Regions from separate parts of the Mus musculus genome. Here all the other regions are linked to region 1. Evidence: chromatin contacts called from public HiCAR-type and promoter capture Hi-C data. All regions are on one chromosome and are shown on one strand. Each heading gives the region's core, a stretch centred on a gene start, on an enhancer-like site or on the middle of the called end of the contact. The rest is flanking DNA. Distances are from core to core; before and after follow the strand shown. Region 1 holds the start of Ttc33 (tetratricopeptide repeat domain 33). Region 2 holds the start of C9 (complement component 9). Region 3 holds the start of Selenop (selenoprotein P). Region 4 holds the start of Rictor (RPTOR independent companion of MTOR, complex 2). Region 5 has its middle 24 kb from the start of Fyb. Region 6 holds the start of Fbxo4 (F-box protein 4). Region 7 holds the start of Osmr (oncostatin M receptor).

Region 1 (2,981 bases), core at 80-2,579:
TGGACAAGGAGACTGAACTCAATTACAATACCGGTAAGTGCTATCAAGCGTGATCCAATGACCTGTCAGACAAACGCACACTAGTGTCTGCATGAAAGTGAGCTTTAGAGAATAGAAGCTGGCCAGGCTTAAAAGAGGGAAGACTCCTGGCATGTGTGAACATCTTCCCCAAGGAAAATGTAATGCTCTGATCTGATCCGGGATCTGAAATGCTACTGGGGAGAAAATACAGACAATAGTCAATTAATGATTCGGGACTCCCCTTCTCGGTGATTAAAATGTCCTAACATCAATTGGTATAATGGCACGATTTTGTGAACAGCAATAACGGTTACTGAGTCATAGACTCTATTAGGAGGAGTTGTATAACACGCCACTTACATCTCAACTAAACTGTTTTCATCTTACGCTATGAGCTTCTTGTGCCTCTAGGCTGTGCTTGTAATTAGTACTCACTAAAAACCGCGTACAGAAGGAGCTTTGCTTGATCTGTACCTGGATGGATAAGGCACCAAGCTTCTTTCCAACCCGATAACAGATCAAGTGGGTAAATCACAACTGTAAAGGTTTCGTGCTAACTCTCATCTGGAGTTAAAAGTCTACGTGCTCTACAGAACGATGAGTGGCATTAAGATTCTAAACATGTACGATGCTCTCCACCGCAACCGCTCGACTTGACCCTTTACCGGGCCATAAATAAGCTGGGTGCTTGCCACAGAGTTAAAAACGTCCTCCTGAACTGACTGCGTGAGAGGATGCGGCCACCCAAGATGGAAAAACACCGGCCGGAGGTAGAGAATCACAACAACCACCCTCCGAACAGGAGAGATGAATCCGCAGGTGAAGAACGAGAGAAACGGATTCCCTTAAAATGCTACCCGAGGAGAACACAGGATTCAAAACTGGCCCCTGCCTCGGCTGCAATAAAAATGAGCTCCGGCCATAGCAGCTCCTCGGGCGGCCGGGCCGGCACCCAGAACCCTGCCACCGCGCCCCGCGCCCCGTGCCCAGGTCGGAGGCACGCCCCAGGGCTCTGTGGACCTCACCGGGCCACCCTCGGCCCTCCCTCCCGCACGCAGCAACCCTCAGCCCTGTCTACCGCCTACCCGCAGCCAGTTACCTGAAAACACTCTGTGGTGCCGTGTTTACATTCCACGTGCCCTTTGGCACCGGAAACGGAAACTATTCTGCCGGGATTCTAATCTGCCTTGCCTGCCTGTGCTTCCCGATTCTTTATTTTAAAAAAAAAGCATGAAATCATCCTGGGACGTTCTAAAGTCCAGCAAGGCGGACAGAAGAAAAGAAGACTTTCTTACCCGCCAGCGCCCTTCTGCAGGACCACTAATCCCAGAAGTCACTGCGGCGCCCTAGGGACTATGGGATTTGTAATAAAGACACCAGACGAAGCGCCCTCTAACTGCAGCCGGGAATGGACTCCCGTGTTTGAGGTTGTGCTTTGCAATACACACAGTCCTCAGGTAAATAAATGGCTTACCGCCTAGTCTGACCGGCCTAGCCGCTGAAGGGTCTGTGAGATGCAGAAGGGGGGGGGGGGGGGGGGGGGCGGAGACTGAGCTGAAATAAGTGCAAAGGGTGCTGGCTTGTTTGTGTCAACTTGACACAAACATATACTTAGCTATAAAACAGGGAATCTTAACTGAGAAAATGCCTGTAGGGAAATCTATGCGGGCATTGTCTTGATGAATGATTGATGTGGGAGGACCCAACCCATTACAGGCAGTGCCACACCCTTGGCAGGTGGTCTGGCCCAAGGGGAAGCTAACTGAACAAGCCTTAAAAAGGACCAATTACTGCCCTGCTTGAGTTTCTACCTTGATTTCCTTCTATAATGTGAAACTAGACGCTGATATAACCCCTTTCCGCCCCGAGATGACTTTGGTCATGGTGTTTTATCCCAGCAACAGAAACCTTAAGTAAGAGCCGATCAGGGAGGATTGGGCTGAACTGCAAGCTTCCTGTGAGAATCCACAGCAGAGCCTGAAAGTAGCACCTGTCACTTCTTACAAGTAAATTAGCAGGCTGATGTTAACAATGGGGCACACTGAGGGAATTGAAAACTCCTTAAGTTTATCCACATAGCTGTGCTACACAAAGCCAAGATCGATTTATGGAGACCACGCTTTTTCAACGCGCCACCGCATGTCTTACTGGCTAGTTATTTGTTGAGGTAAACTGATAAGTTATTTCTCCACTGGTAAAATGAGCCAATTCAAGCCAGATTAAAATATATACAACTGCAGGTTTATTAAGAAGCTGCTCTCGGGCAGGTGAGTTCACTGGCCCCAAGGAAGGAGGCCAGAAAAGGGAGAGAAGAGGAAGAGAAAGAGAGCCCTCAGGCTAAGACAAGGGGGCAGGGGAGATGGGGAGGGAGAAAACAAAATGGATTATATAGCAAAGATCCTCTGGGGGAAGGGAGTCCAGGCCCTGTGCTGAAAATTCAGGATTGGGGGCCAGTTATACTAGGGACTGAGGGATGCTGGGAGAACCAGGAGGCCAGGTCTGCTTTGGTATGTAAAATATACACCTAAGTTGTTTGTTCCTGGGTCTGAAACCAAACAGAAACATGGTAGGATTCTGAGATACCATTAGTAATACTCCCCTCCCCACCTCCCACCCCCATCCCCATCCCCACCCCCCCCACACACACATACATTACCAAAAGGACTACTAACTTCTTTCTCTCCAAAATGTCAAATAGTCCCTGAAGGGACACTCTTACCCAACGCTGGCATTAAAATCACTGATGCTGGCCCCAGCGATGGCTTACTGCTCTTGTAGAGGACCTGGGTTCAGGTCCAACACTCAACAGAGAGACTCAAAACATCTGTGACTCCAGTTACAGGGGAACTGCTGCCCTCTTCTGACACCCACAGATACCAAGTGTCAAAGGCCCTTCCGTACCCAGAACTCGTACATATTGCCATTTTTCACAAAAGTAAACATTGGTGCTGGCTGTTAAA
Region 2 (2,790 bases), core at 63-2,562, 1.3 Mb before region 1:
GGGCAATTTTCTGTTCTGTCCTCAGAGAACAAGCTATAATGGACTACATGGGTTTGTGTCTTCTGTGATATTTACATGGAAGGAAGGGAGAGCTTCAAGCAGCCGTGATCTCTAGCACTTCTGGGTGCAGTGATGTGCAAGAGGCTTTTACTGTCCCCTTGATTTATTGGCTGGGTGTATTTGGCATGGTGTCACACTCTGTTTTCTGTTGCTGACACAGAATGCCTGATGTGGGTGATGCATACAGGAGAGAATTTTACTCTTCTCACAATTCTCATGACTACAAATTGCAAACAGGCATCTGGACAGGATTCCTGTGGTTGTGTCCTAACATGGTCACTAGAAGCAAAATGGGAAGTTCCTGTATTCAGAAGAGTCACATATGTAAGGAGACATGAGTTGGAGGAAGAACCTAGCCAGACAGATCTGCTAGGAGCCACTCCTGCTAGGCTTGGCCCATTCCTCAGAGATAGTCCATTTATGACTGTGGAATCCTGAGACCTTCTACCCCTTAAGAGCTCCACCACCTCTTTCTGCTGCCACACCAGGGGACTGAGTTTCCAGCACATGCAACCTCGGGGACACCCTTATACCTTATGGGTTTTGCAAACCCAAGAAGCATCGGATAAGAAGGAAATAAAGAGGCCGTGCTGGAAGCAGAACCATCGAAGCTGTACCATGGCAATTCTTGGGTAGAGCAAATAGACCCTCAGACCCAGGAACCAAAATGTGGACCACGGAATGGAATGTCACAGAAGAGAAGACAAGACAAATAGTTAGCCTTTGCTTAATGTGGGGGCCAAAGGGCCATGCAGCCAACAGTTAAAAATTATTAGGTTTTGAGATAAAGGACACAAATATTAACTTTCCTCATTGTGAATTTCTCAGCCCATAGACACTGATCAGCACTGATTTATCAGAAACTGGAGACAACCGTTTCTTTTTCCCTCTGATCCTAAATGTTTAAAGGAAATATCTTAGCATTAACATTTCAGTCCCTCCTTTAGCACAAACACCCAGAAGCATGAATACACTTGTTTAGAAAGTTGAAATCCTGGGTGTTGTATAGGTCACTGTTTAGCTTAACCTTTATTGTCCCTACTTTGCTGTTAAGCCCTGGACAGCAGATTCCACAGTAGAATTCCAGAGATAAACAGACAAGCTATGGACTCACCTGGAAACGGGTATTGGCATCTGTGCATTGACACCCAAGGCAAAGATGGCAAGGGCTAAGGTGATGGCCATGCCTGAGGCCATGCTGCTCCTCCTGGGGAGCCCTGGAGGCTTGCAAAGCATTCCTTTGCAGCCGGAGGACAAGGGGCAGTTCTGTTCTGGGTTTTGTTCATAGGTGTTGGCTTAGGCTAAGTGTCAAGGTCCAACCAATGGAGAGTCATTGTAATTCCTGACTGCTATTTTCCCTTATTGACAAAGTGTCATTATGCAATAAACCAAAAAAAAAAAAAAAAAATGCCAAGGTGGGGAAAAATTAGGAGCTGGGTTAAAAATAAAGCAACCAATAAAACAAAATCCTAGCAGTTCTTTCCTTGGGAGACTCTGGAAGGGAAGCTAAAGAGAGAGGTATAATTTGTGGGAGAGACCTATGGATTATTCTTATAGAGTCCTAGGCTCAGAATAACTACAGAAAGAACACAATGAAAGATGAGGCATAGGTGGGGGATATTCTAAGCACCTCTCCCTCTGAAAGTCAGATATGTGGCTTGTTTCCACCCAAGCAAGGTAACGTGTGGAAATGTAAGCTTTTTGTGTATAAGTTACACACCTCTTATATGTATATTTTTCTGAAAAATGCAAAGTAAGCACCACAAGGCTTTAGCAACAGCCACCAAATGGATTTGGCCTGATTATGATGGAAGCACACACCAAAAGGATAGGATTATCCTCTGCCATAAGGAACACTGCTTGCCTGACATCTCCACATTCTCCAGGGCCATTGAGAGGGAAAGGTTCTGGAAGCGCTGATGGGTGTGGACCGTGCAACCTCTCTGAGAGCACTGATTAGTCAGGAGAATGACCCAGGGATGTTGCAAGTGTGGAAGGCTGTTAGTCTTTATCTTACTCAAATTTAACTGACTGGGGCTTCTCAATTCTTCCTAATGTGTGGCTAGGGTTGGGACTTAGAATACACAATGGGTGTAGAGAGATATCTGATGTGTTGGAGGTTTGTGGGTAATATATTATGAATTTACAATGTCTCATGACACTCTTTTTATCTAGTGTTTTGTTTGTTTGGGGCAGGGTCTGATAGGGTAGTTCAGGCTAGCCTGAGACTTGCTGCAGCCCTTCTGCCTAGACCCAGTTGCTACAGTTACAGGTATGAGCACATACCCAGCTGTTCCTAGCAGTTTTGTTTTGTGGAGGCAGATTTGCCTCAAACCCTCCCCTTGCATAGTTGAGGATGACCTTCAACTCCTGATCATTCTGTATCCATTCCCCAAGGATGGAGACTGCAGGCTTGCACCAAGTTGCATGGCTCCCTGATACAGTTCTTAAGAGACATTCATAGAAAATGATTAATTACAATAGAGCAAATCTTGAATATTAGCATAGGCAAAGGTAAAACAGATGTCTGTCTGGTTGGTGGGATGACAGAGCTAGTTATTTTAGGACCATCTTACCTATGCCACTGAGAGAAAAGTCTCTGATCTCCCTTTTCTTAATTCCTCCTTTTCTCATCCAGAGCTTGAGTTAATTAATTCCACCGACTTCTCAGCTTACAGTGGAGACCATGTGCTTGCTTGACATGTAAGTCATGCAAAATTGTCAAGTAAT
Region 3 (2,700 bases), core at 196-2,695, 1.9 Mb after region 1:
AAGCTATTCAGCGTCTTAATAGAAAATCTAGCTGGTACTTCTTTCCTAAACTAAATTCATGTGAGGCTCTGGGATCAATCGCTAACACACACACACACACACACACACACACACACACACACCTCAAAACACTAAACTAAATTCAGTCTTTATAGAACTGCAGCATGAAGACACGGCCCTTGATACTCTGCCATAAGGCAAATATTTTCAAATGGCTAAATGGCAGACATAAATGAGAAGACTATTTCACCCACGTTTCTAATGAAAAGAATGATCGAGGGACAAAGGAAAAGCTGGAGAAGATGAGTTTCCACTTGCAGAGTTTCCCATCATTAATCAATAGGCTGCTTGACTTTGCTTAAGGTTGCTTTTATGGAATAAGCTTTGCATTTTAACTGTAACTGTCGAAGAGCTATATAAAAAGAATGAAGGCAAATAACAAAATTAGATCCAGTAATAACTGGACAGTGGTTATAGCGATTACAGTCTTCAGTTGCAAGCCTAGATACCTGTTCATGCTCAAAACTACAATTGATTGTACTCCATTAAAAGGAAAGCAAGCATACTCTTTGCCACACATCCTCTCCCCTTGAACAACAAAGACCACAACAAAAACAGACCAGCATTTTAAAGCCCCTCATCCGCTGGGCTGTGGTGGCACATGCCTATAATCCCAGCACTTGGGAGGCAGAGACAGGAGGATTTCTGAGTTCGAGGCCAGCCTGGTCTACAGAGTGAGTTCCAGGACAGCCAGGGCTACACAGAGAAACCCTGTCAAAAAAAAAAAAAAAAAAAAAAAAAGCCCCTCATCCACCTTCAGGCTTCCACCCTCTACTTAAATTCAAAAGCTCCCCCACCGAAGGACACCACCTGGACTGCCTTAAAGCAAGGATGGAGCCCTGCCCTGGGGATGGAGCCTGCTCAGTCTGCTCCCTCCCAGTTCTGAAATTGCTTCCGAATTCCCTGGACACCTCTACAGTACAGTGCGGTGCGACAGGCGTCTGTCCCATCTCTGCTCTTGAAATCCACTAGCTTTCCCTCTTGTTTGTCCTCACTCTAACCCTTCGTGGGAAACCCTGGAATTTAGTGAGATAATATTGCCCATATGACACCACAGTTCCCTGCAGAGAGAAACAGCTGCATTTTACATTGCCCACAGTAAAGGACAAAAATCAACAACAATAAAAATATAAAATTAAAAAAAAAAGTTAACTGTTCTTCCCCGACACTTCTTGTTCATTAAACAAAAAAAATGCTTTTAATGTCTTTTAGTCATCTTTTTACTAAGTCTATTTTAAAGCGGGGGAGAAACGTATTTTACCTAAGAAAAAATATTTCCCAAACTGTAAAAGAATCAAGTCCTACTTACGCAACCCCTTCGGACTAGCTTCGTCCTGTCTCTTTGCTCTAGTTAGAGCAGCTCCCCAAAGCCACAGGCTGACACTGACTTTTATAGCCCTGTTGTTTACCTCGCCCTCTGAGGTGCAGTCCAAAGTTCGGTGCTCCCTCCCGCTGCGACCTTGCAAATGCAGCAAGCCCCTGAACAGTTTCCGATCACAATGAGAAGAAAGTTTAAACAGCTGAGGCAGTACTTACTGAGGGAAGACGGACGACTTTTGACGAGTTTCTAACTTATTTTCTGCTTTTGATCACCCTATAATCTAAGAATGGTACAGTCCAGGGTGGAAGGAAGGGCTAAGGGGAGAGAGGTCCTCCAAGTGCCTTTCCTTTCGAAACTACAATAGGGAAAAACATTTGCCTAGCCAGCAAGTTACACAGCTGTTTTAAAAGAAGGGAAAACATGTTTGTTTTCCTTTTCCTTTATGAAGAGGAAGTTCTATACTAAACCCACACTGAAAGCTTCTTTAGAAAAGTCACCTGCTGTCACATTATTTTGGTCTCCTGCTACTATAGACCTATCTTTGTTTGGCTGTGCTCAGCAGAATTTCAATTGGTATGCAATCCCGTGGGAGCTCTGTTCTTGCGGGTTTCCTTTAATATAATGAACTAAGAAAATCGTCTTCAATCTGAAAGAAACCAGGCCTCATTTAAAATGTATATAGTAGTGCTCATTCTTTTTGTGTATCTTTGTCTCTCGGTGTCTCTGTCTCTGTCTCTGTCTCTGTCTCTGTCTCTCTCTCTCTCTCTCTCTCTCTCTCACACACACACACACACACACAAACACACACTAAGGAAGGGGGAGGGGCAGCACATGGTTGCCTCAGGGCAAACATGGAGGTCAGAAGACACTTTTGTAGAGTTGCCTGCTCTCCTTTCTCCTTTAATTGGCTTCCCCTTTAACTGGGTTCCAGGAATCAAATTCGGGTCTTGCCCGGCAACAGCCTTTACCCTCTGAGCTACTTCCAGGGCTGAACCCACAGTTTTCTCACAGCTGTAGTGCTACTTATAAATCCCAACAGAGTCTCTTTTAGCTGTTGCTTCAGGGTTATGTTTTATGCTTTTTTTATTTCTCTTAAGAACTGTATGCATGTATACAATATATTTTGATCTAACTGGGACCCCCTACTGCCCACTCCAACTCTTCCCAGACCCCTCCCCAACACATTTTCCTCCCAGCTTCATATGGGGTTGTTTGGTTTGGTTTTGATTAGTTGGTTGGCTTTGTTACCGAGTGCAGTTAAGGCTGTTGATACCTGTACAGGCACGGGGCTGTCCATTAGAGCATGAGCAACCTAACAC
Region 4 (2,715 bases), core at 117-2,616, 1.5 Mb before region 1:
ACGCAGTCAATACAGAGATGGGTCCCCCAAATCCCACATCCACCAAATAACTTTATACGACGGTCACTACATACAGGGTGGGTGGGGGAACCAAATTCATGTCGTATATACAATGTTTACGACTGTTCTTGTCTTGTTTTAACGTCCTAAGGTGTTTCACGGATCTCAAAAAGTGATTCCGTAACAGCAGAACTAGTTAAGTTACACTCCACTCCAGCGCTGTGGAGTCGGACCGTCCGGAATCTGTAGACCCAACTCCTGTTTAAGGAGGCAGAGAACGGACTGATGCTTCGGCGAGATACTGGGAGATGAAACACCAGCCCGGGGGCCGGTGACCGAAGCAAGAAAATACCGATCGTTCGCCGGGTGCGGTTCTTAAAAACAAAACACACGCGGGGCTCGCCCTGCTGGGAAAGGTGTAAACAAACCCAGCTCTCCTCCACTGCAGCCACAAGGTACACAATGAAGCGGCGGCCGAGTGAGGGGGCGGGCGGTCTCCAGCCAACTACAGCCCCAGCGGGCCCGGGAGACGGGAAGCGAGCAGCAGGGAGCTGCGGCGTGAACCAGACACTTAGCAGTCATCACGGGCTCTCCGGGTTCTCAAAAAGCTGCGGGGACCCCCCCCACCCCACCCAAGAGGATCCCACGGGCAGGGAAGAGCAGTCCCGCAGTGAGCAAGAAGCCGGCAGGGTCCAGCATCTGCTCTTGGGGGGAACGGGGAGGGCAGGATGTGGTCGCTCTTCCCACAAACATCCTCCAGCAACCTAAATAACAACCTCTACCTTGCTCCCCCACCCACCCCGTCCAAGGCCGCCCCCGGGATCCGGAGGTGGGGGGACCCGGGAGCGGACGGAGGGGGGACACACACGCGACCGAGCCGGCCGGGGAGCTCCGCAGCCGCCCGAGGCCCCGGAGCGGGCTCAGCCCCCCGGGCAACCCGGGCCACCCGGGCGCGGGGCAGGGGGATGGGCGCGGGCTCGGCCCCTCGCTGCCCCGCGCGGCTCGCCTGCCAGCCCGCCCGCCCGGCTGCCCGCGCCTCCCCGGCGGCCGCGGCGGCCCGCGTTACCTCGGGTCAGATCGAGCGGGACGTTCTCCTCGCCGCTGTCATTCCGCCCTGTGCGAGACAAGACACACAACCCCAGTTAGAATCCATCGCAGGCCGGCGGCGCCCGACGCCCCGCTCGTCTTCCCCGTCCAACCTCACCCCACCCCATCCCCAGGCCCGGAGCAAAGCCGAGCGCCGCGACCCGTGACCCGCACCGGGTGAGGCGAGCGAGGGCGGCGAGCGGGCTTACCTCGTATTCGGAGGTTCTTCAGAGAGCGGCCGCGGCCGATCGCCGCCATATTGACGGGTTTCAGTCACAACACCGGAAACCTCGCCCGATCGCGCGAGAACCCCCTTCCCCTCCCCGCGCGCCGTTCCCGCCCCCTCCGCCCCCCTCCCGCGGCAGCGCCCCCGCCCCTCGGCACGGAGGCTCGCCCGCGGGCGCCGAGCAACGCGCCGCCGCCTGTGCCGACCCGCATTGGGCGGTGGGATGCGACCCCCGGCGGGGGGACACGGGCAGGGCGTCGGGGCGCAGGCGTGGTGGGAGGCGCAGTTCCCACGGGGGGGGGGGGCGCCCATTGATGTGGCCCGGGACTCTGGGCGCGCGCGCGGCGGAGGTCGGGATGCGGGCGGGCCACCTGCTGGCCCGCCCCGCCGCACTCCCCGCGTGGCTTTAAAGCCCGTTTCCTTACTCATCGGCTAAAATTGTTACCATTATTTTTATTATTATTATTAAAAGAGAGGGTGGGGTCCGGGAAAAAGGCGCGCGGCGCACAGTTAGGAATGTCGCTTTGATCCTTTTCCCAGAACCGCGGCGCCCCGAGTGAACACGTAACAAAGTTTGTTTTCCACCCACGCTCTGACCATTGAGCTAAGCGGCTTCGCGCTTGATCACAGGCAAAGCCGCTCGCCGCCGCCGCCGAGAGCTGGGCGGCAGGGCGGAGGTTTGCTTTCGGTCCGCCGGGCATCCGACGTGCAAGGAGTGCAGAAAGCGGGCGTGCAGGGCGCTCGCCCGAGCGCGGGACTCTTTCCCCGGCGCGCGCCAGCGCCTGGAGGCCCGGGACAGGGTTTCCTCTCCCGGAGCCCGGGGAGGAGGCTGGGCGCCTCGTCCTGGCTTTCTGTTACTCCTACATCACTGGCTGATGCCGATGTCGAGGATCGATGTTTTTAATGCGGACTAGTCACAAGGATTAGTTTACGGGTTTCTAGAAGCGGGTTAGTACGCACTCATTTGGCCCTTAACCCAGCAACTCTCTTAAGCTAGATTACTTTAATGAGAGGATATTTTGTCTCCTCCTATTCCTCACCTCTCTCTTCCAGACTTAAAAGTCCAAAGTGGAGATCTTGCCTTAACCACTTAGTTTTTAGTACAGACGTCAAAAACGAGTATCTGTTAGTGTAAACCTTCAGCTCCTTTTGTTCTAATAATGTTCTAAATAATAATAATGTTCTCACTAAAAAAAAAAAAAAAAAAGCAAACCAAAACCTCTCTAAAATCAAAAAGAAAAATAAAAAAATATTAGAAAGACTCTCCGTGTTAATAATAGTGAGCAATTGTAGACTTGAAAGCCCAAAGGTAGAAATTATGCAAATGTAATTTAAAATGACTTTGTTGATCCAGTATATTAACAGAGTGGTATTAAGTAAGCAATTACAGATTTCCTTTACTC
Region 5 (2,986 bases), core at 348-2,847, 1.4 Mb before region 1:
CTCAGAAATCCACCTGGTTCTACCTCCCAGGTGCTGGGATTAAAGGCGTGTGCCACCACTGCTTGACTTCATGTTCACTTCTACAATTGAAGAAAGGACACTGTCAACATGAGCTTGCAAATCCCCGTGACTAAAGGTTAAGGCGAGTAGAGATCTTGCTGCACTAAGGCCTTGGGTCTGTGGAAAATACTCTCTTCCCAACAAGTAAATAGTCCCAGACACAAGTAGCTTATTTTTGGTCAACTCATCAGCCATACCATCATTTCCTGTGTGGTGTGGCAACAGGCGTTCTGGCAGCCGCTAAGCTAAGGAACTTAGAACCACCCTGAACATAATGAAAGAACGAATAATTTAAATGATGACAGCACTTGTTCTTGTGGATGAGACAAATGTTGGCTATGGGCGATATACACTGGTAAAGCTCACCAGTTGGAAAATAGGAGCATGAGGATCAGAAATCCTAGGTCCTGTCCTGGCAGCAAAAGCAAAGCCAAGAAACCAACCAGCCAGGAACAAGATGGTGCCTACTGCTCATAGCATGTCAGTGAGTTTGGTTCTGAAACTTTCATTTGCTGTGAATAGGAAATCTTCATGAAATAAATAGTAGGGGAATAAACCTCAAAACAAAGAAGACAAAGATGAGGGTTTCCTTGGACACGGAGGTCCTCTGTACTACAGTGGAATGAATAGAACCAATTGAGTTTGGCTCAAGTTCCACTCTGAGGATGTGGATTAATGGTTGGATATTAACCTATTTCTATTTCTTGGCTTTTAAGTCTATTGGAGGAATCATCATCCTCGTCTTACACAAAGATAGAGAAGCATTCTGACTTTGACAAGCGGTACAGATCCGAGAGGGCTGTCTGCTGTCTTGACTGACGTAATCCTGACTCAGGATGATAGGTTGCCCTAACCTCAGAAGATAAAAATGAACATTGCATGCAACCATGAATAGATACTTACATACTTAAAAAAATGGTAGGTGGAAAATTTCATATTATGCCTTATAATTCAAAGTTAAGGAGTTAGAGAGGTGGCTTAATGATTAAGAGCACATATAGCTCTTGCAGAAGACCTGGGTTCAGTTCCCAGCACACATATACACATCATAACTGTACATAACTCGAGTTCTGTAGGAATCTGATGGCTCCGGCATCTGTGTGCATCTGCGCCTATGTGTTACACATCAACACACACATACACACACAGATCACGTAAACTTAAGCAATATTTACTGTAAAATCATAAATGTGTGTATGCCTACATTGTATGTACCATATGTAAAATATATGTATAAGATGTATATGTGCGTCTATACAATTACTGTGGTGTGTATAATAATGGAAAATGCTTTACATTGTCAGGGGAATTTTTTTTTTCAATGCAGGAAATGAAATCCAGGACTTCACGCCTATCAGGCAAGGACTGTGCCCCTGAGCTACACCCCAAGTCCTATTAAATGAATATATATTTTCTTCCTTTGACACTGACCTTAGAAATCCCCTCTGGAGGGAAAAACCAGCCTCCAGCTGGAACTGAACAAAGCCCTAACTCTTTACCTAAGGTACTTGCAGTGCCCACTGTGCTGACTCATTTGCCTGACTTAGAGGGCAGGAGGGGCGGTTATTGTGTGAAGAAACAGTGTGTGTGAAGACAATGAGGTCTCTTATAGTCAAATGGGGAACTGTTACTGGGGTGTAGGAAGAGGAAATAAACAGAGAGTTTTACTCCCAGAGTACAGGCTGCTATTCTCTGCAGACACAGGTCAGCATCGTGCTTGTCCAGAGGCAGTGTTTGGATGATTAACTCAGTTTGGAAAACTTCACTAATCCGTGGCAAAGATTACCTTTGCTTTGACAGCTTTTTTAATTGAAAAAAGTTTTTTTGTTTTTTTTTTCATACAATATCTATCCTTAGTATGTTTTCCCTTCCCCCAGTCCCTCCTGGATCTTCCCTACTCATCCAAGTTTATGTTGCTTTTTGTCTCTCTTTAAAAATAAAGCAAAACCAAGAAGCATACGTGTACACACATATGCACACCCCGCACCCCACCCCCCACAAACACACACACACACACACACACACACACACACACACACACACACTAGAAACCAAATGTTCAAGAAGACCACCATTTTTTTTTAAAGAAGCCCAAACAAAGCAAAATAACACACACAAAAAAAAAGGTCTACAAAAAATACCATCAAGCTCATTTTGTGTTGGCCAACTCCTGTTAGGCCCAGTGCCTTCCCTGATCTGTGCTTGATATACCTGGTAAGACTCCATTGGAAAGAACTAATTTTTCCTTTCTCAGTGGGTAACACTAACAGATAGCTTCTCAGTTAGGGGCGTGTCCACTTCCTTCTCTCAGTTGACAGCTAAATGTTGAACCACGCCCTTCTGACTGTGTGGCAAACTCTTGTGGGTAGAACAGGCTGACTACTCCTGTACCTGCCAGTGGTTTTTGCAGACGGCTCAGTTGCTCGTGGGCACTGGTGTACCACTAAGCTGCTCTCAAAGGGGCATTGCCATCTGGAGTCTCCACTAAGCTTTGGAGCTTAGTTCCTGTTACTGTGATTAAAAACCCTGACCAGAAACAATGTAGAGGGAGGGCTTATTTGGTCTACAGTTCTAAGTTACAGTCTTTTATTTCAGGGAAGTCAAATGGCAACTTGCAACATAGTATCCACTGGCCAGAACAGGCAGAGAGATAAGAATCCACTTGGCTTTCTTCACTCCAAGTCAGTTAATAACCCAGCTCTCTTAGCTAGCCTCCAAGTTTTTGCTTTCTTTCAGTATTCTTTTTTAACTTGTAAAATGCTAGAGTATATAACATTCATTACTTAACAGCCAGCCAACAGTCAATACAACTGCCCCAGTCATGTCCAACAGGCCAACCCGACGAAGATAATTCTTCAGGGAGACTCTGTTCCCAGGTGGCTCCAGGTTGTGCCAAGTTGGTCCCTCAAGCTAAAGAGCACATACC
Region 6 (2,721 bases), core at 145-2,644, 1.2 Mb after region 1:
AAACACAAACAAACCATCTTGGAATAGTAAGTGGTTAAAGGTTGACAGTGATTTTGAGATAGATTATGTGGGCTCCGCCCATCTTCCATGTTCTCCAGAACAAGGTTTACACCTCAGGTTATAACGTGGTGATCCTTACTAGATTATTCTAAAAGATTTTAAAGAATTTAACACGTGACTACTAAATCCGAAGTATTCCCGTGATGAAGTCTAGATGTGGAATGGGTTTGGGGATTAGATTAAGTGAGGTAATCTACTTTAAAGAGACTGATAACCTGCTACCAAATAGGTATTTGTGTCTTTCCTAAAACTATATCCAGTGCTATATAATATTTTGTTATATAGCCTACCTCTCATTTCTTAAATTTCTTTTTGATTATGATTAAAGTTACTAGAATAGACATCACTTTTGGAAGATTAAAAATTCACTAATGGCTTTTAATAGTACCACATCCAGGCTTTTCTTTCCTATCAAATTTTCTTCTGACCTTTTATGATAGATCATTGATTGAACAATTTTTTAGTGTATGTACATTTTTGTCGTGGGCTTAAACTCACCATTTTGGTAGAAAATACCTAATAATGGAGTTTGAGGAAGTAAATGCAAGCAAAATGTGAGTGGCCATGGCCAGAGATTGGATTCAGGTTGGCACACCAAGTTGTGGAAGCAGTTGCAAGAACTATTATAGCCACAAAACAAAGACCATACATCAAATACATATACCACCTACGCTGATGAGGGCATTATGTACACAGCCTAGATAAAATTGGCTACATCTTGCCTGGCTTTCAGATGTTACAACATTATTTACTTTAAAATCGGTAAAGGGGGCAGGTGTTTGAGAGATGGTTCAGCAGTTATAAGAATGTACTGTTCTTTCAGAGGGCCTGAGTAGGTGGCTCTCAAGGGTGTGGTTTCCAGTTCCAGGGTTTGTGATGCCTGTGGCCTCTGCTGGAACCTGAGTGCTCATGCATATATCCACATACATGTAGTTAAATAAAATTTTAAGCAAAGCTTACAAGTTTCACCCAACCTCATGAGGTTAGACCAAAACCAGATTGAAGTTAATATTAAAAGAGCTACGCTTGAGGCAGTTTTGGCTTCCCATCTACAATAGTTTCTCCACAGCACGATGTTCTAGTCAGCCAAGGTTATCTTTAATAACACATAAGGCTCCTGATAGCCTCCACGGGCTCAGTTTTTGCTCAACTCCAAGTGGTAGATTGCTGATTCCAAAACACAGAAGCACACATACAGCCTACTTAATATCTAACGCTTAAGGGGAAGCAAGATTTCAGAAAAAGGGTGGCTGTTCAACAAGCCCTAGCTCCCAGGTCCTTGTGGTGACGCACAGAGGCAGGGAGGGACCCGGAGGATGTGTAGTGTGGGAGGGTTTGGGCTAACGGGGTGAGTCATTCCGGGCCACCTCGGCCTGGAGCCCTGCCCAACCGACCAGCCCGGGTCGTACCAGCGGGGCGGAGGCGGAGGCCGAGCGGCTGGGGAGCCCGTGCGCCCCGCGGTGTCGCGCGGAGCCTGCGACCATGGCTGGAAGCGAGCCCCGCGGAGCCGGCTCCCCGCCGCCCGCCAGCGACTGGGGCCGCCTGGAGGCAGCCATCCTGAGCGGCTGGAGGACCTTCTGGTATTCGGTGGCCAAGGAGCGGGCGACGCCGACGGCCTCCCGGAAGGAGGCGGCGGAGGAGACGAGCGCGCTGACGCGGCTGCCGGTGAGCCGAGGCCGCAGGCCGCGCACAGAGACCGCCGCAGGCCGGGGGCCTGGGCCGGCAGGGCAGCCACTTCCGGGTGTGTGCTCGCCTGGAAGTGAAGTGGCCAGGATTGCCTTGATGGTAACTCTTGGTATCCCCCTGCCAACCAAGGTCGCACTACAACACTCACTAATGACCAGCGAGATCACCCACAGGTTGTCAGTCATCCTATTTGGATGTCTGGAAATCTGATGAAGGAAGTGGGTTAGCTTGGAAGGCATTCCAGTGTCTTTCTTCTGCACATTTTAATCCCTAGTCAATGTATTCCAGTTAGGGGGGGGGGGGGGTCGCCTAGAGCAAGCAACTCTGACATATCCAAAGCAACAAAACTGCCACATAATTGAAACCAGTAAAGTTACAAGTACCTCAAGTTAGGTCAGGCTGCAAAGAGGATGCATGCAATTTAAAGTTTCAGAGAAAGATAAAATAAATAAATAAATAAATAAATAAATAAATAAATAAATAGATTATACATTGTTGATGACAATTCCTTTATCTCAGTTGGGTTATTAGTACATCCCACTGACATTCACTCTAAATGAAAGCCACAGGCTTAGGTTACCTCCAAGCTTCTCTCAGGTGTCCTCGGAACCTGATTAATACTCTATAGAGAGAAATTCAAATGACAGGTTCACATGCTTTCATTTGATCTAGTGATAAAATCAGAAAAACCGCCACTTTGTTTTTTTAGATTTATTTATTTATTTATTTTATGTATATGTGAGTACACTGTCACTGACACACCAGAAGAGGGCACTGGATCCAAATTACAGATGGTTGTGAGCCACCATGTGGTTGCTGGGAATAGAACTCAGGACCTCTGGAAGAGCAGCCAGTGCTCTTAACCTCTGAGCCATCTCTCCAGCTTGAAAAAAATCTCCACTTGACACTCATTTATTTTTGAAGAACAAATTAGTAACTGGTACATCAACATACTCATGGAAAGAAATGAAAGGA
Region 7 (2,725 bases), core at 36-2,535, 1.7 Mb before region 1:
ATAGAATCAAAAAGCCTTTTTAATGGGTGAGAACTTGGCTCCACACTGCTCCCGCGGCTGTTCGCACGGCCACACTAATGGGCTCATTTAAAATAAGTAATAATGGCTATGGCAAAGGAGCACACATTATTTACTAGACACGATGTGCCTTTTTCTAATTCTCTTCAAATATTTGCTGTGTGCTCCAGTCTTTCAGGCACCATTAGGTATTAGGTATTTAGAGGAGTACTATCTTTAATAATAATAATAATAATAATAATAATAATAATAATAATAAAAGATCCTTCCCTGAATTGTCATTAGGGAGGAAGAAAAAGCATACACAGACACGAAAGTAAGGCGTTGTAACTAATATTTCTGACATTGTTTTGAGGTGTCCCAATACCCCAGTTACTTATTCTAAGACTGATTTGTGGATCCGCAAGTTCTGATCTATAGCCATTTCCCTCAGTCTCCTTCCATTTGTGACTTGTAGGTAGTTTCCAAATGTGAACTGAACTATAGCTTGGAGCAAGGTATAGTGTGCAAGTGGGCGGTTCTCCAGGCTTCTTGGCCTGGCGACTGGTGGGAACTTGTTGCCACACCTCCTGTGGCGATAGTTTTGTGCCAGTTCCCAAAGACGACGTGGCTGTGGACATTTTACCATGCAGCCATAAAGAGAGGTCAAAAATGTCTTTCAAGTGCCCGGTTAGTAAAGATCTGATGGCGTTCTAAGGAGAGAAAGGAACTTGGATCTTCGTGGACAAAGAATTCAGGTCTGTAGCTGAAGGAGGCGTGGCCACACAGGGCGTTTCCAGGTCCTGTAGAGGAAGCACAGTTCATAGATCTCTGTTCTAACACGTCTGTCTTGCTCTGAACGCCGAAAGTCAACTCGATCACAAGTTTGATCCAACAGTTTGACATTTCAGGTAATTTTCAGACGGAGCGCTGGGGTTGGATCTCCCAAGCAACACAATTGGCTCTGTGCAGGACACCTGGCACGGGGCACTGGGTCGCAGCTCGTCCCCTCTCCCTCCAGGAACAACGATGCTCAAGGACCAGCTTTTCCTCCCAGGCCTCTCCCACTTCCCTTCTCACCGGTGCTGCCCGCCCGGTCCCGGGAACCGCGCCCGTCGCAGGGTCCCGATCGTTCCCCCCTACATCCCCTTGGGACCAGGAGCAAATTCCTGTGGGTCCCAGGAGTGCCAAAAGTGCTCAGCGAGACGGGAAATTGCAACAGTACTTGGCCCCTCGGCCCTCCCCCGGCGCTTTCCCGTAACTCCCGCCCCTGGACACTTGCCCCGTAGTTGATTCATAGCTGGGGCGCGGGGCCGCCTCCACACGCCTGGACAGACGTCCGCGCCCGTTCCCCTGTGAGGCCGAGGACCGGCAAGGCTCCGGAGCAGGTCGCCAGGCGGGTGAGTACGGGACCCGTGTGCCCGCGCTGCCGCCTCCATCCACTTTCCGACGGGCGAGCCGAGAGCTTTGCTGCCCCGCGCCTCTGCCCTGTCCTGCGTTAGTTTTTGCCTCCCGAGACTGCACTCTCAGGAGCCGCAAGAGGTTGTGCCAGAAAAGTGCCACCTAATTGGTGGGCAACTCTAAAAGACTAGATACTCTCAGCGTGCACGTCGCTGGGACACCAGTCCAGGCCTGCTTTGAGGTTCACCGTCCCCTGGCCTCTCACTCAAGCAGCTGGGGAAACACTTGCTGAGTTAGAACTCCCATTTGGGCCAATTTGGTTTCTCTCACAATACCCCGTGGGAGTGGGAGTTGATGGTTTCCCCCAGCCTCTTGCTTTCCAGTCCTTAACTCCCACCCGTCCCTGTCATTTCTCCGGGACTAGGTGCTTCCCTCTCCACTCAGAGAAGAGCACCCCACAGCCTTGGGGGCAGAGCTTCTATGCGGGTGGGGAGAGCAGGTACCACCTCTCGAGCTGCTTGAACGGAAGTGTCACCACTAACAGGCAAGGATGCGCATAGGGGTCAGTGTCTCTGAGAGTAGGCACCAGTGAGATGCTGAAACGGGAGCGTGAATACAGGTTCCCTGTAACAGTTCTTGACGGGCCGCTTGTTCACACACTCTTCATCTTCCCTGCCTGCCTTGTGAGTGACCAAGGGCACAGATATAGGGATTACTTTCAGACGGACAGATGCTACCTGCCTGCAGGACATGGTGAAAGCGCTTTGCGATCAAGCTGTTTTTCAGCTCAGGACTCGTGGACGTGAGGATGGATGTAAGCAAAGCAGACAGAATTGAAAGTGGAAGCTAGGTGCAGACCAAAGGCATTCTGCTTTTGAGAGGTGGTGGTGGTGGTGGATGTCGGGGGAGACCGTGTGTGTGTGTGTGTGTGTGTGTGTGTGTGTCTGTGTGTCTGTGTGTCTGTGTGTCTGTGTGTCTGTGTGTCTGTGTGTCTGTGTGTGTGTGTCTGTGTCTCTCTGTGTGTGTGTCTCTGTGTGTGTGTCTCTGTGTGTGTGTCTCTGTGTGTGTGTGTGTGTGTGTGTCTGTGTCTCTCTGTGTGTGTGTGTGTGTGTCTGTGTGTGTGTGTCTCTGTGTGTGTGTGTGTGTGTGTCTGTGTCTCTCTGTGTGTGTGTGTGTGTGTCTGTGTGTGTGTGTCTCTGTGTGTGTGTGTGTGTGTGTGTCTGTCTGTGTGTGTGTGTCTGTGTGTCTGTCTGTGTTTGTGTGTGTGTGTCTGTCTGTGTGTGTGTGTGTCTGTCTGTCTGTGTGTGTGTCTCTGTGTGTGTGTGTG

What was found. Promoter capture Hi-C pulls out the DNA fragments that hold promoters and counts their contacts. HiCAR-type assays count read pairs that join an accessible place to other places.
Region 2: a promoter capture Hi-C map of liver shows a contact between it and region 1, with 8 times the contacts expected there. The contact joins the promoter of C9 here to the promoter of Ttc33 in region 1. A contact is called at or near these places in 9 of 39 promoter capture datasets (the 3T3-L1 cell line, 3T3-L1-derived adipocytes, cranial neural crest and 5 more), 2 of 484 Hi-C or Micro-C datasets (bone marrow-derived macrophages and liver), 4 of 115 datasets of contacts at active chromatin or transcription factors (embryonic stem cells, epiblast stem cells, extraembryonic endoderm stem cells and 1 more) and 2 of 9 other capture datasets (adipose tissue and macrophages).
Region 3: a promoter capture Hi-C map of pre-B cells shows a contact between it and region 1, with 6 times the contacts expected there. The contact joins the promoter of Selenop here to the promoter of Ttc33 in region 1. A contact is called at or near these places in 6 of 39 promoter capture datasets (the 3T3-L1 cell line, the C10 cell line, the HPC-7 cell line and 3 more), 1 of 484 Hi-C or Micro-C datasets (pre-B cells) and 2 of 115 datasets of contacts at active chromatin or transcription factors (astrocytes and large pre-B cells).
Region 4: a promoter capture Hi-C map of pre-B cells shows a contact between it and region 1, with 6 times the contacts expected there. The contact joins the promoter of Rictor here to the promoter of Ttc33 in region 1. A contact is called at or near these places in 20 of 39 promoter capture datasets (the 3T3-L1 cell line, 3T3-L1-derived adipocytes, the C10 cell line and 10 more), 7 of 484 Hi-C or Micro-C datasets (CD4 T cells, the HPC-7 cell line, cardiomyocytes and 4 more), 14 of 115 datasets of contacts at active chromatin or transcription factors (the 230-238 cell line, T-cell acute lymphoblastic leukemia, astrocytes and 9 more) and 2 of 9 other capture datasets (adipose tissue and liver).
Region 5: a contact with region 1 is called in a promoter capture Hi-C map of the HPC-7 cell line. The contact joins the enhancer-like site here to the promoter of Ttc33 in region 1. A contact is called at or near these places in 8 of 39 promoter capture datasets (3T3-L1-derived adipocytes, the HPC-7 cell line, cranial neural crest and 4 more), 1 of 484 Hi-C or Micro-C datasets (cortical neurons), 5 of 115 datasets of contacts at active chromatin or transcription factors (embryonic stem cells, extraembryonic endoderm stem cells, pro-B cells and 2 more) and 1 of 9 other capture datasets (liver).
Region 6: a contact with region 1 is called in a promoter capture Hi-C map of pre-B cells, with 5 times the contacts expected there. The contact joins the promoter of Fbxo4 here to the promoter of Ttc33 in region 1. A contact is called at or near these places in 11 of 39 promoter capture datasets (the 3T3-L1 cell line, the C10 cell line, the HPC-7 cell line and 6 more), 1 of 484 Hi-C or Micro-C datasets (pre-B cells) and 1 of 115 datasets of contacts at active chromatin or transcription factors (large pre-B cells).
Region 7: a HiCAR-type map of astrocytes shows a contact between it and region 1, with 4 times the contacts expected there. The contact joins the promoter of Osmr here to the promoter of Ttc33 in region 1. A contact is called at or near these places in 2 of 39 promoter capture datasets (the 3T3-L1 cell line and hippocampal neurons), 1 of 115 datasets of contacts at active chromatin or transcription factors (astrocytes) and 1 of 9 other capture datasets (liver).

What each region holds. Positions count from the first base shown.
Region 1 is chr15:5,183,908-5,186,888 of GRCm38.p6, reverse strand. Ttc33 (tetratricopeptide repeat domain 33) reads right to left here and starts at 1,329. Exons shown (of 5, transcript NM_026213.3): 1 at 1,121-1,329.
Region 2 is chr15:6,443,868-6,446,657 of GRCm38.p6, reverse strand. It overlaps C9 (complement component 9), which reads right to left and starts at 1,312. Exons shown (of 11, transcript NM_013485.3): 1 at 1,175-1,312. The coding sequence starts at 1,257.
Region 3 is chr15:3,269,722-3,272,421 of GRCm38.p6, reverse strand. Selenop (selenoprotein P) reads right to left here and starts at 1,445. Exons shown (of 5, transcript NM_009155.4): 1 at 1,370-1,445.
Region 4 is chr15:6,707,032-6,709,746 of GRCm38.p6, reverse strand. It overlaps Rictor (RPTOR independent companion of MTOR, complex 2), which reads right to left and starts at 1,366. Exons shown (of 38, transcript NM_030168.3): 1 at 1,296-1,366; 2 at 1,067-1,114. The coding sequence starts at 1,344.
Region 5 is chr15:6,554,377-6,557,362 of GRCm38.p6, reverse strand. It overlaps a transcript of Fyb not described here. Among named protein-coding and RNA genes, the nearest start is that of Fyb, 24 kb to the left of the region's middle. Within about 2 kb of position 1,597, at least 129 of the 459 cell types and tissues checked have an H3K27ac peak or open chromatin away from gene starts, as enhancers often do. A contact at or near this core is called in the HPC-7 cell line, where this site is marked.
Region 6 is chr15:3,978,246-3,980,966 of GRCm38.p6, reverse strand. Fbxo4 (F-box protein 4) reads left to right here and starts at 1,394. Exons shown (of 7, transcript NM_134099.2): 1 at 1,394-1,725. The coding sequence starts at 1,543.
Region 7 is chr15:6,872,873-6,875,597 of GRCm38.p6, reverse strand. It overlaps Osmr (oncostatin M receptor), which reads left to right and starts at 1,285. Exons shown (of 18, transcript NM_011019.3): 1 at 1,285-1,397.